Regions from separate parts of the Sus scrofa genome. Here region 2 is linked to region 1. Evidence: chromatin contacts called from public Hi-C data. All regions are on one chromosome and are shown on one strand. The core of a region is the stretch at or near the end of the contact, and the rest is flanking DNA. Distances in the headings are between cores, read along the strand shown.

Evidence for each region. Hi-C and Micro-C count contacts between places; a contact is called where the count stands out from the background.
Region 2: a contact with region 1 is called in a Hi-C map of fetal heart ventricle, with 2.7 times the contacts expected there. The contact joins two enhancer-like sites. A contact is called at or near these places in 5 of 47 Hi-C or Micro-C datasets (embryonic fibroblasts, fetal heart ventricle, fetal skeletal muscle and 2 more) and 1 of 2 datasets of contacts at active chromatin or transcription factors (skeletal muscle).

What each region holds. Positions count from the first base shown.
Region 1 is chr13:12,339,936-12,345,025 of Sscrofa11.1, reverse strand. The region is part of intron 1 of RARB (retinoic acid receptor beta); the gene reads right to left. Among named protein-coding and RNA genes, the nearest start is that of RARB, 6.1 kb to the right of the region's middle. Within about 2 kb of position 2,380, at least 20 of the 83 cell types and tissues checked have an H3K27ac peak or open chromatin away from gene starts, as enhancers often do.
Region 2 is chr13:12,473,896-12,478,985 of Sscrofa11.1, reverse strand. The region is part of intron 3 of RARB (retinoic acid receptor beta); the gene reads right to left. Among named protein-coding and RNA genes, the nearest start is that of TOP2B, 99 kb to the left of the region's middle. Within about 2 kb of position 2,080, at least 8 of the 83 cell types and tissues checked have an H3K27ac peak or open chromatin away from gene starts, as enhancers often do.

The DNA of each region.
Region 1 (5,090 bases), core at 1,131-3,630:
TGATGAGCCACAGGCAGAGGAACGATTTCACAGAGGAAAGCAACAGCAACTACACAAACACTGTGGCGGTTAGCGAAGGCGCCTACGCCGCAGTGTCACGCTGAAACCAGAGAAGGTCTACTTCGGTGTGTTTTCAGGGCAGAATAGAATCCTCATTTACATTATCTCTCATCTTTCTACAAATCCTGCCATGTCCCATTTCGTGGCTGTAGAAATCGATCCCGTGTCAAGGCAGGCTATTTCCATTATCTCAGCCCAGCGGCGGCGCAGGAAGATACAGGTGGAGAGATGCTCGGTGGGTGATGGATGTGCGCCGGCGCACGGAGAGGCTGCAGTAAAACTCTGGGAGTGACAACGTCACAGCCTCCGGTCTGAGGGCCAGGAAGCCACGACACGGACCTCTCGAGAGCGCTCTCGATGTGCAGGCGGTAAGCTAACCTCTGTAAGGGAATGTGCACCTTGTGCCTGCTAGAAGCCCAACATGGGTTTCTGGAAACCCTGTCCCGGTAGCAGAAAGATGGCCTTCATCACATCCTCCAACTTTCACGGTAAATCCAAACCTGTTCATCCTGTCTCTAGTTCCTATTGTTTCCTCTGATAAGCAGGGCCCCAGTGAACAATTAAAGCTCTCAATAAATAATCTCTAAGCACATTCATTTGATTGACTGTTATTTGATACAGCAGTTAGTTTCAATGGGGCAGTTAATATTGATCACATAAAGTACTCCAGACAAACATGAAACAGTTCCAGAACTCCATGGATTATTACCCTTTATCTGCCAGTCATCTGGGTTACTTGTAATGGTCACGGAATTTAAAATCAATAATAACAATTAGTGTTCTGTACACCAAAACAGATGAATCATGTGAAATGGGTTTTCGTATAAGATCAAAGGCAACGAGTGCCTATCACGTGGAAAAAGAGCTCTCTGAATTTCCAGCAGGCATTTGGCAAGGTACTTTCAGGCACATCCTCAAAACAGGCAGCAAGAGGAAAAGAACGGTATTCAGGAGGTGTGATCATAAAAACACATGCGAAACCCGGCAGTCTTAATCTAAAAAGATGGAGCGTAAAGGAGAAAAGTGATCAAAACGAATGCTAACAAACGTAGTAAAATTAATGGGAATGGCAATTTACTTCCTCTGAGATGTGCTTCTAGCTACCTTTCCCTGCTTCCGATTCATAGGCATTAATTGTAATTTTTTGGTATTAAAATGGCAACTACAGTATTTTAGCTCCACAGCACCACTACTGTAATGTCTGGATAATTAAAATGCAAAGCAACAGAGAAGCGTTTCATCATTAAACTGTAACCAGCGCACTATGTGAAACCATCCATTCCAAAGACTTGTTTTTCATCAATTATTTGTTATTTATCTGAAGTAAATATAAGAAGGACTAATTAAAATGTATGCCTTTTTATACAGCTTCTTGTCATTAAAGCCAATGAAAGCATTCTGAGGACCATAATGAAATAATTATGTTTGCCTTTAAGAATTCTCTTCAATAACACATGGCAGTACTGAGCTAAATTAAAACATCAGGAACTAAATTTCGTTTGCCTCCATTTCCATTTTAGTTAATTATACCCCCAAGCTTTCCAATAGGCCAGACCCTAAAAAATCTTTTGAAGCTGAAACAGCCTTCCCATCATCAGCCTTTTTATAATCATGGACTTTGATGACAAGACAAAGGTACTCTAGCCCTGCAAGCTTTAATATTTTGGAGAAGAAGGTATTTATTATGGAGGTCTTCGTTTGCTCTGGAAACTAGAGAAATATTAGGATAAATGTGACCTGAATCTTCATTTTCAAGTGAATTGATGCACTCATCTGATCTTATCTGCATTATTTCTACCACAGTCTTCTGAATTCAGGTTTGTTTTTTTTTTTCTGATTTGATAAAAATCTAATCTGGGGCCAAGAGTAATTGATCACTATCAACAACAACGACACATTTCACTATGTCAGAATCGAATTAGGAGAATAACTCCTTCCATACTCAAACTTAAAAAAGAGCACTCCTAAGCAAAGAGTAGACTGAGAACCCATGCGCTTGAAAAAAATAAAATAGGACACTTTCCTTAGAATTTCTCCTTCTCCAAACCTCAAGTTGTGAAGGAAAAAGAAAAACATCTGAGTTTAAGAGAAAAGAAAGAAGAGGAGAGGAAAAACTGCCAGATGGTTTCAGGGCTGGCAGCAAATGCAGTGACTTGAACTTGCTGTCCGATGAAGCCGGTGAGGGTAGGCACCTGGGGTTTTAGGAAAGTAAATAGAAGTCCCAAGGGATTAACTCAGACAAGGTGAGTTCCCGCCCATTTTGTTCTATATGGAAAGCTGGCAGGCTCGCGGGTGATCCTATCTGGTGACGGCTGGAGAGACTGTCTTAGGAGACCTCAGAGGGAAACTGCTGACAGCTGGGAAACAAACGCCTAGTCCATGACAACCGAAAACTGCAGTAAGAATCTCAGCATCTGCATTTATTTAAATCACTCTTTCCCCTCAAGTTACTCTTTGTTCTGTTGAGAGACATCTCCTTTTGGGAATGAGGGACATTGTCACCCACAAATGTCCCTGTTAAAATTAGCTCCCCTCCCCACCCCCGCCCAACACTCCCTCGTTCACGGTTGGGGAGCCTGGAGGCTCCTGGAATCCGAGCGGCCTGACAGGAGGAAACACTTGGCCAGGCTGGGTCGTCTCCTGACGTCAGTTCCTGTTATCCTGCCTTAATGTGCTGGGGACCAAGAGTCTTATCTTAACGAGTGGCCCCTCTTTGAGCTTCCCACCCTGCAAGGCCAGAGAAAAGGCAAGTCAGCGGTTCCACTGCCTGCTTGAATTCCCTTCTAAGAAGCTCTGAAAGCTCAAAATAAATAATAGAACACCTGCAGACTCACCCTCTACTGCTTGCTAGGTGGAGAGGACTTTGGCAACTTTAGTTTTTAATTCGTTGAAAGGGGGGTTTAGGGGCTGGGATGGGACAGGAACCACGCTTCTTAATGATACCATAAGGAGGAAGGAAAGAGAAGCGTTCAGGGCAACACATTGAGTGATGAGGTGGTGTTATTAGATCTTACAGATGGGCAGGTTATCTCATCTCCTCTTTAACAAGAGGTGCTTAGGCCAAGCCACTTACAGACAGGATACTGATAAATCTGAAACCTGAGTTAACTCTCCTCTCTCCATCACCCCCAACTCCAACTTTTTCAGAAGAAGCTGGCCAAGAACAGACAGAGATTTGTTCACAGCCATTCAACGTATGATTCTAGCCCCTCCCCCACTCCCAGGATACACACATTTTCTCTGGCATCAGAACCACGGTCAGAATACTTAAATCCATTTTGCAAGGGATGCCTTCCTTCTATTCACACGTCTCCACTTTGCCACAAAAGGGATTCATGTTCAGGAGGACGACTCAAAAGCATAAGATGAACTTCAAATCATAATGGAAAAATTAAGCCATAAGTGCTCTCATTTATATTAACCATAGCAACCAAAAACTTTCTGTGCCACTCCTGGGTTCAAGGGGCAGCCTAGGAGATGTCATAATATCGAAATATCTGGCATATTTCAATGACTTATGTGGGAACCATGGCAGTATATCTGAAAGTGGGTTGTTCGAGACAATCTGAGATGTATAATTGCCTTAACTACCTTGTCATTTGGAAGGCAAGAGTCTATGGTAATATCTTTTGGAGAGGTTTTTAGCCAAGATTTTTTTGATTAACCTTCATCAAAAAACTCCCATTTCTGAAATAATCTATTTTAATTGAGAGTTAACTGAATTTATATTAGAACATTTAAAGTATAAAAATGTCATGTAAGGATAAATTTACTGGCACTTACATGTAACTCAAACTCTATAGAAGATTAATTTTAAGATGTACTAAAATGAACACAGCATTTATTGTTTAGTAAGTCCCATTCGACTCGAGGAGTTTTCTGTTTTGCATGCTGGAGTTACATCTTTGTCTTCCTCCCAGAGAGTGACTTTCTAATTTAAAAATTCCTGGCCTTTAAATTTTTAAATTTTATTTTAAAGATTATAAATTCCTTGAGAGCAGAATTTATAACCTTTTATCATTTCTTGTGTGTTTCCCTTCTGAGATTGTCCATCAACCACATTCCATAAGAATGTATGAAGGAGAAAACAGTAAGGTTTTCTTTCCTTTTTAGCCATCTCAGGAGCTTAACATGTCGAAGGTAAATTATAAACACCTGATTTCTTTTATGCTTTCAAGAAAAGTTCATGACAATACCGACTGGTTAAATGCGGTCAAGGCAGGCTTCCAAAAATGAGAAGAAAACTTCTGGTTTAGGTCAGTTCATTTATCTACTGAGGGTTTTTTGCGTTTGGTCTGGGAAATCAAATGCTAACTGGGTGCCTTCACACCCATTTTGCAGCCCAAGTTTGAGGGGTAGACGTCTACCTCTTCTAGCATTTTGAGCTACTTTTTGAAATCTACCCCTTCCTGGCAATAAAACTTAAATGTATGCATTATTGCTGCTAAATTGCCCATCAGGAGCAATATATCTGGATACCGACGAGACTTCAGTATTTCTTTTGAAGGAAAACTTTATGAATCTTCCACTCGTTTTCAAGCGGCCTTGTCCTGCACTCTCTGGGATTTAAGCAGAATTTCCTTTCCTTCTCTTCTTTCTGAGGGTGTTAGTTACCACTGTCATGTGGCCGAGGAGCAGAAAATTATGTCCTACTTTAGAAAAACAATTGAGCCTTTTCACCGAAATATTTATTCAAAACCCCATTCAATTCGTACGGTGGCTGTCAGCCTTTATTTAGTCTCTCTTTCAGAGGGTATCTTTGATTTTGCCACTTTGACCCCAATTTATATCTCACTAGGAGAGGATTTAGATACTGTTTAATACTTAAAGTTCAGGTCCTAGCACTTTGGGAAGGGGATTTTTTTTCCTTCCTTAACCGTACATCGATTTTTTTTTTTTTTTAAGATTATTTCTCATTAAAAAGGCCGATTTTTTTCCCTTTTTCCTTTTGATGTGTTGAGTAGGGAGAAGACAGGGAAAAAGGCCAAGAAGTTGTCACCCTCATGATTTTACCAAAAGCAACTACTATA
Region 2 (5,090 bases), core at 831-3,330, 130 kb before region 1:
AAGAGGGTGCTGTGATGGGAGCAGAGGGCTAGTGGGCAGGAAAGCTGGGATGACAGAAGATCACAGAGAGGGAGTTCCCATCACGGCTCAGTGGTAACTAACCCCACTAGGATCCATGAAGATGCGGGTTTGATTCCTGGCCCTGCTCAGTGGGTTAAGGATCCGGCATTGCCTTGAGCTGTGGTGTAGGTCGCAAATGTGGCTTTGATCCCGCATTGCTGTGGCTGTGGTGTAGGCTGGTGGCTGCAGCTCTGATTAGACCCCTAGCCTGGGAACCTCCATAGGCCACAGATGAGGCCCTAAAAAGAAAAAAAAAAAAAAAAAAAGAAAAGAAAAGAAAAATCACAGAGAAGCCTGGCCAAGTGGAGCTGACAGTCAGAAAGAAGGTAGAGGGAGCAAAGTTCACGGGTCTGGTAACTGAGAAAGCGGTGAGTTTCAATAAAACATTTACAGCAGAGCAATGAGGATGGGAGTTGGGGCGGGGGGAGTGCTTTTAGGAGGAGGCCAGGGAAAGCCCTTCAAAAATCAACCTAGGAAATTAACTTGGGTCCAGGCACTTGCAACCTTATCTTTCCATAATCAAACCTATAAGAGACACCTGCAAAACCACCCATGTTCACTAGAGAATCCGAGATGGTTCATTTGTCAAGGGGCTGCCTGGAAGGTGACAATGGTCCATCTAAGCAGAGAACCAAAGCCACAGAGGGCTTTGTCGGACCACAGGCAGGGAGATGGGAGGGCGTTCCCCACAGAAGACAGGACAGGTCTGAAAGCCTGGCTGGATGCAACAGGGCTGCTTTGAAGTTTTGCAAAGAATAGGGCCAGGCCTCAGCTCTGGGTTCAGGCTGGACCCAGGTCACGTGGCCTGGGAATCTTGCCAAGAGGACTGGGGTTAGGTTTCCTGGGGTGGCAGTAGAGCCATATGATCAGGGTTGCCTTTCACAAGGGCAGCTCGGTTCATGGAGAAGTGACTGTGGGTGGAGAAAGGGCTCACTTAGCTGCTGAGAGTTCCCAGTGAGAGCAGAGGGCCTGTGGGAGGGACCCAGGGAGGGATACAGGGCACTGGGCTGTTTGAAGGGTCCAGGGGTGACAAGCTGGTTTCCAGGTGGCATGATAGGGAAGGAACAGAGCAGGTGGTGCAGGCTGTGTGCCCCCCACATGCACTGCCCGGGGTATATGGAGAGCAATTGGCTTTCTGGGGCTCGGGAGATGTGACTGGCTGAAGATGGGGCTTCAGGGACAGCCTGCTGATGGGAAGGGCAGCCATGGAGGTGATGGTTAACCCCTTCCCCTCTGGACTTGTTTCTTCCAGTTCTTTCTTTTTTTCAGGACCATAGCTGCAGCATATGGAAGTCGAACAGACTAGGAGTTGAATCAGAGCTGTAGCTGTGGCCTACACCACAGCCACAGCAACATGGGATATAAGCTGCGTCTGCGACCTACACACAGCTCACGGCCACCCCGGATCCTTAACCCACTGACTGAGGCCAGGGATTGAACCACATCTTCATGGATACTAGTTGGGTTCTTAACCTGCTGAGCCACCACAGGAATTGCTCTTCCAGTTCTTGACATCTAGGAATCAGCTTCATGTGAAGTAGATGCAGCAGTTGGAACTTGCTATCCTGCTGAGGGTTCCTGGGCTGTAACCAGCAGCTCTGCATGTCAGGCCCTGATTCAGCACTGGGGAGGCAGCAGGGAACTGTAGCGACATCCCTGCTTTCCTAGAAAGGACCGGGTAGGGTGCTGTACTACAGGGGCAAAGTGCACAGGAAGAACCAGCTTCAACTGCATTGCAGGGCCCCACCTGAACCCAGAGCACAACTGGTCGACCTTGGATGTCAGAAACTGTCTGTGAGAAAACACTGACTGCTCCTTGCCCTTGGCTTTGGAGTGCAAAGATGAGAGAAATACCAATTCTCACTCACAGTGTCCCCCTGTCACAGACCAGCTTCCCAATCTGGACCTTGACTCTTCAACAGGAAATATCAAGGCCAAGGGCAGCCCCATCCCTCCAGGGATGCACTGTGCCAAGTGCCCAACATCTATTATCTCATTTAATTCTCACAGTCACCCTAAAGGGAAGGGGGCAGGTACTAGTACTCCTCAATCTGCACTTGAGGAGGGAGGCTAAATGCCACACAGCTGTTATCAACAGGGCCAGATTTCAAACCCAATTTTAGCTCCAAACTCTATAGTGCTCATGGAAGAATTTTCAAATCAGTGTTCTTTCAAAAAAAAAAAAAAAAAAAAAAAGATTAGTGTTAATAGCCAGAATGTAATGGGGACTATATATTTAAGGAATTTTTCTACTTGACCTTGGCTGCCCTGAATGCCATCGAGGGGTTACTCACAGGCCACACGTGTGACTAAAGGAAAATGTTAAAAATGAAACAGCAGAACCAAGCCCCCGCCCGCCATCAATCTCAGTGTGTGAAGTGGTGGCCGGAATCTGGCCAACCTCACCTTCCCCAGTGAACAGTTTCTCAACACAAATAGATCAGCCCAAACTGCCTTTGTCTGGGAAGGACTGCTAAAATCCTGTTTAGTTCACAAAAATCCTCCTCCTGCCCTATAGAACTTTAATTCTCAGGTATTGATTTCTCCAGAGAGTCATCTGGAAAAGAAAACAAGCCCTCTTCACCGTCCCTTGCACAGCTCACAGCCACATAAACAGACAAGCGAGTTGCCGAGGCCAGGAAGCTTCAGCCGAGGAGTCAGAACAAATGCAACAAGTTCACGACATACCACATGCCATGCCTGCCAGCCCCGCGCAGCCCATGCCCCTCTGCCCTGTGTCCCCCTCCTCTAAACCCACGTCCACACCGCGCTCTCCTTTCCTTTTAATGAAAAGAACGTCTGCTGATGGCTTCCAGGGTGCAGGCAGCCTCAAGACCCAGGGGACAGAAGAAAGCAGGGCCTCAAACAGAAAGTGATGCAGGGTCCCAACCTCCCTGCGGCTATGGGTTCAGTCCCAATTCAGACCCGGGTGCAAAACCAGACAGCACTGGGTCTGCAGAGCCGATGGTTCACATTTAAGAAACATGGGAGGACACTCAAGGAAGTCGTGAGTCACCTACAATCAGTTCTTTTTTTTTCTTGGCCGCGCCCCATGGCGTGCAGTTCCTGGGCCAGGGATAGAACCTGCACCACAGCAGTGACAATGCCAGATCCTTAGCCAACTGAGCCACCAGGAAACTCCTGACTACAATCAATTCTATTATTTATTAATTATTATTATTATTATTCTTTTTTACAGCCATACCTGTGGCTTATGGAAGTTCCTGGGCTAGGAGTCAAATCGAAGCTGCAGCTGCCAGCCTATGCCTCAGCCACAGCAACACCAGATCTGAGCCATGTCTGCAACCTATGTCCACTGAGAGAGGCCGGGGACTGAATCCACATCTTCAGGGGACACCACGTAGGGTTCCTAACCCACTGAGCCATGACGGGAACTCTTCTGCAATCAGTTCTAAATGTGATCTTGAACTTAAAAATATGTCCTGAGCGGGAGTTCCCATCGTGGCTCAGTGGTTAACGAATCCGACTAGGAACCATGAGGTTGCGGGTTCAATCCCTGGCCTCCCTCAGTGGGTTAAGGATCCCGCGTTGCTGTGGCTGTGGTGTAGGCCGGTGGCTACGGCTCCGATTCTACCTCTAGCCTGAGAACCTCCACATGCAGTGGGTGCAGCACTAGAAAAGACAAAAAGCCAAAAAAAAAAAAAAAAAAAAGAAAAAAAAGAATATGTCCTGAGCACCCACTCTGTTGCAGGCACTGCCAGGAGCTGGGGATGCAACAGTGGGTAAAGGGGTGTCCCAGGCTTCTTGGAATTTCTTTTTTTTTTTCTTTTTGGGAAGGTGGACAATAACCAAAGACATGTACAATGTAACATGAGATGATGATGGTGTTAGGAGAAAGAGCATGCAGGGGAGGGAGAGACAAGAGAGTGTGTGGGGGTGGCAAGGCCTCTGTGATGCTGGGATGCTTGAGGGAAGCTGGAAGAGGGGCCAGAGCAGGTCCTATAAAGGACTAGGGGCAAAAAGGATTGCATATATTGGGGCAAAAGAGCTTCTAAATTAAATTAAAGATACAAGCTAGATTATAGAGTTCCTTGGTGACTCAGCAGGTTAAGGATCTGGTATTGTTGCTGCGATGGCACGGGTTCAATCCCTGGCCTGGGAACTTCCGCAAGCCCAGGGCAAGACTGGAAAAAAAAAGATACAAGCTAGATTAGGTGTGTGTTAACTCACTCATTCATTCAGTTAATAATTTTATTCAAATATTCGTTGTGCCCAGCACTGCGACAGCTGCTGGAGATGTTCAAGGGGAGGAAGCAGCTGTAGGGCTTCAAAATGTAGCCCCAGTCTAACCAGGCTGGCACACTTGTTCTGTAAAAGGCCAGACAGTAAATATTGTAGGTTTTACAGCCCTTAGAGTCTGTTGCAACCTCCATGCCATCTCAGGGCAAAAGAGCCAGACTCTGTAAACAGAAGAGCATGGCTGTGTTCCAATAGAACTTTCTTTTTGAAAAGATACATGCACCCCAATGTTCATGACAGCACTATTCGCAATAGCCAAGACATGGAAGCAACCTATGTGCCCATTGACAGAGGAATGGATAAAGAAAATGTATATATATACAATGGAATATTACTCAGCCATAAAAAAGAAAAAAGTCCTTTGCAGCAACATGGATGGTCCTAGAGATGATCATACTAAGCAAAGTAAGTCATACAGAGAAAGACAAATATCATATGATATCACTTACATACAGAAATAAACTTAAGTTGTAAAACAGAAACAGACTCACAAACAGAAAACAAACATGGTTACCAAAGGGGACACAGAGGTAGGGGAGATAAATTAGGAGTTTGGGATTAACACATACACACTGTTATATATAAAATAGATAAACAACAAGGACCTAATGCATAGCACAGGGAACTATATTCAATGTCTTAAAATAACCTATAATAGAAAAAATTTATAAAATATACGGATGTATAACTGAAACACTTTGCTACACACCTGAAGTGAGCACAACATTGTAAATTAACTATACTTCCATTTAAAAAAAAAATTTTTTTTT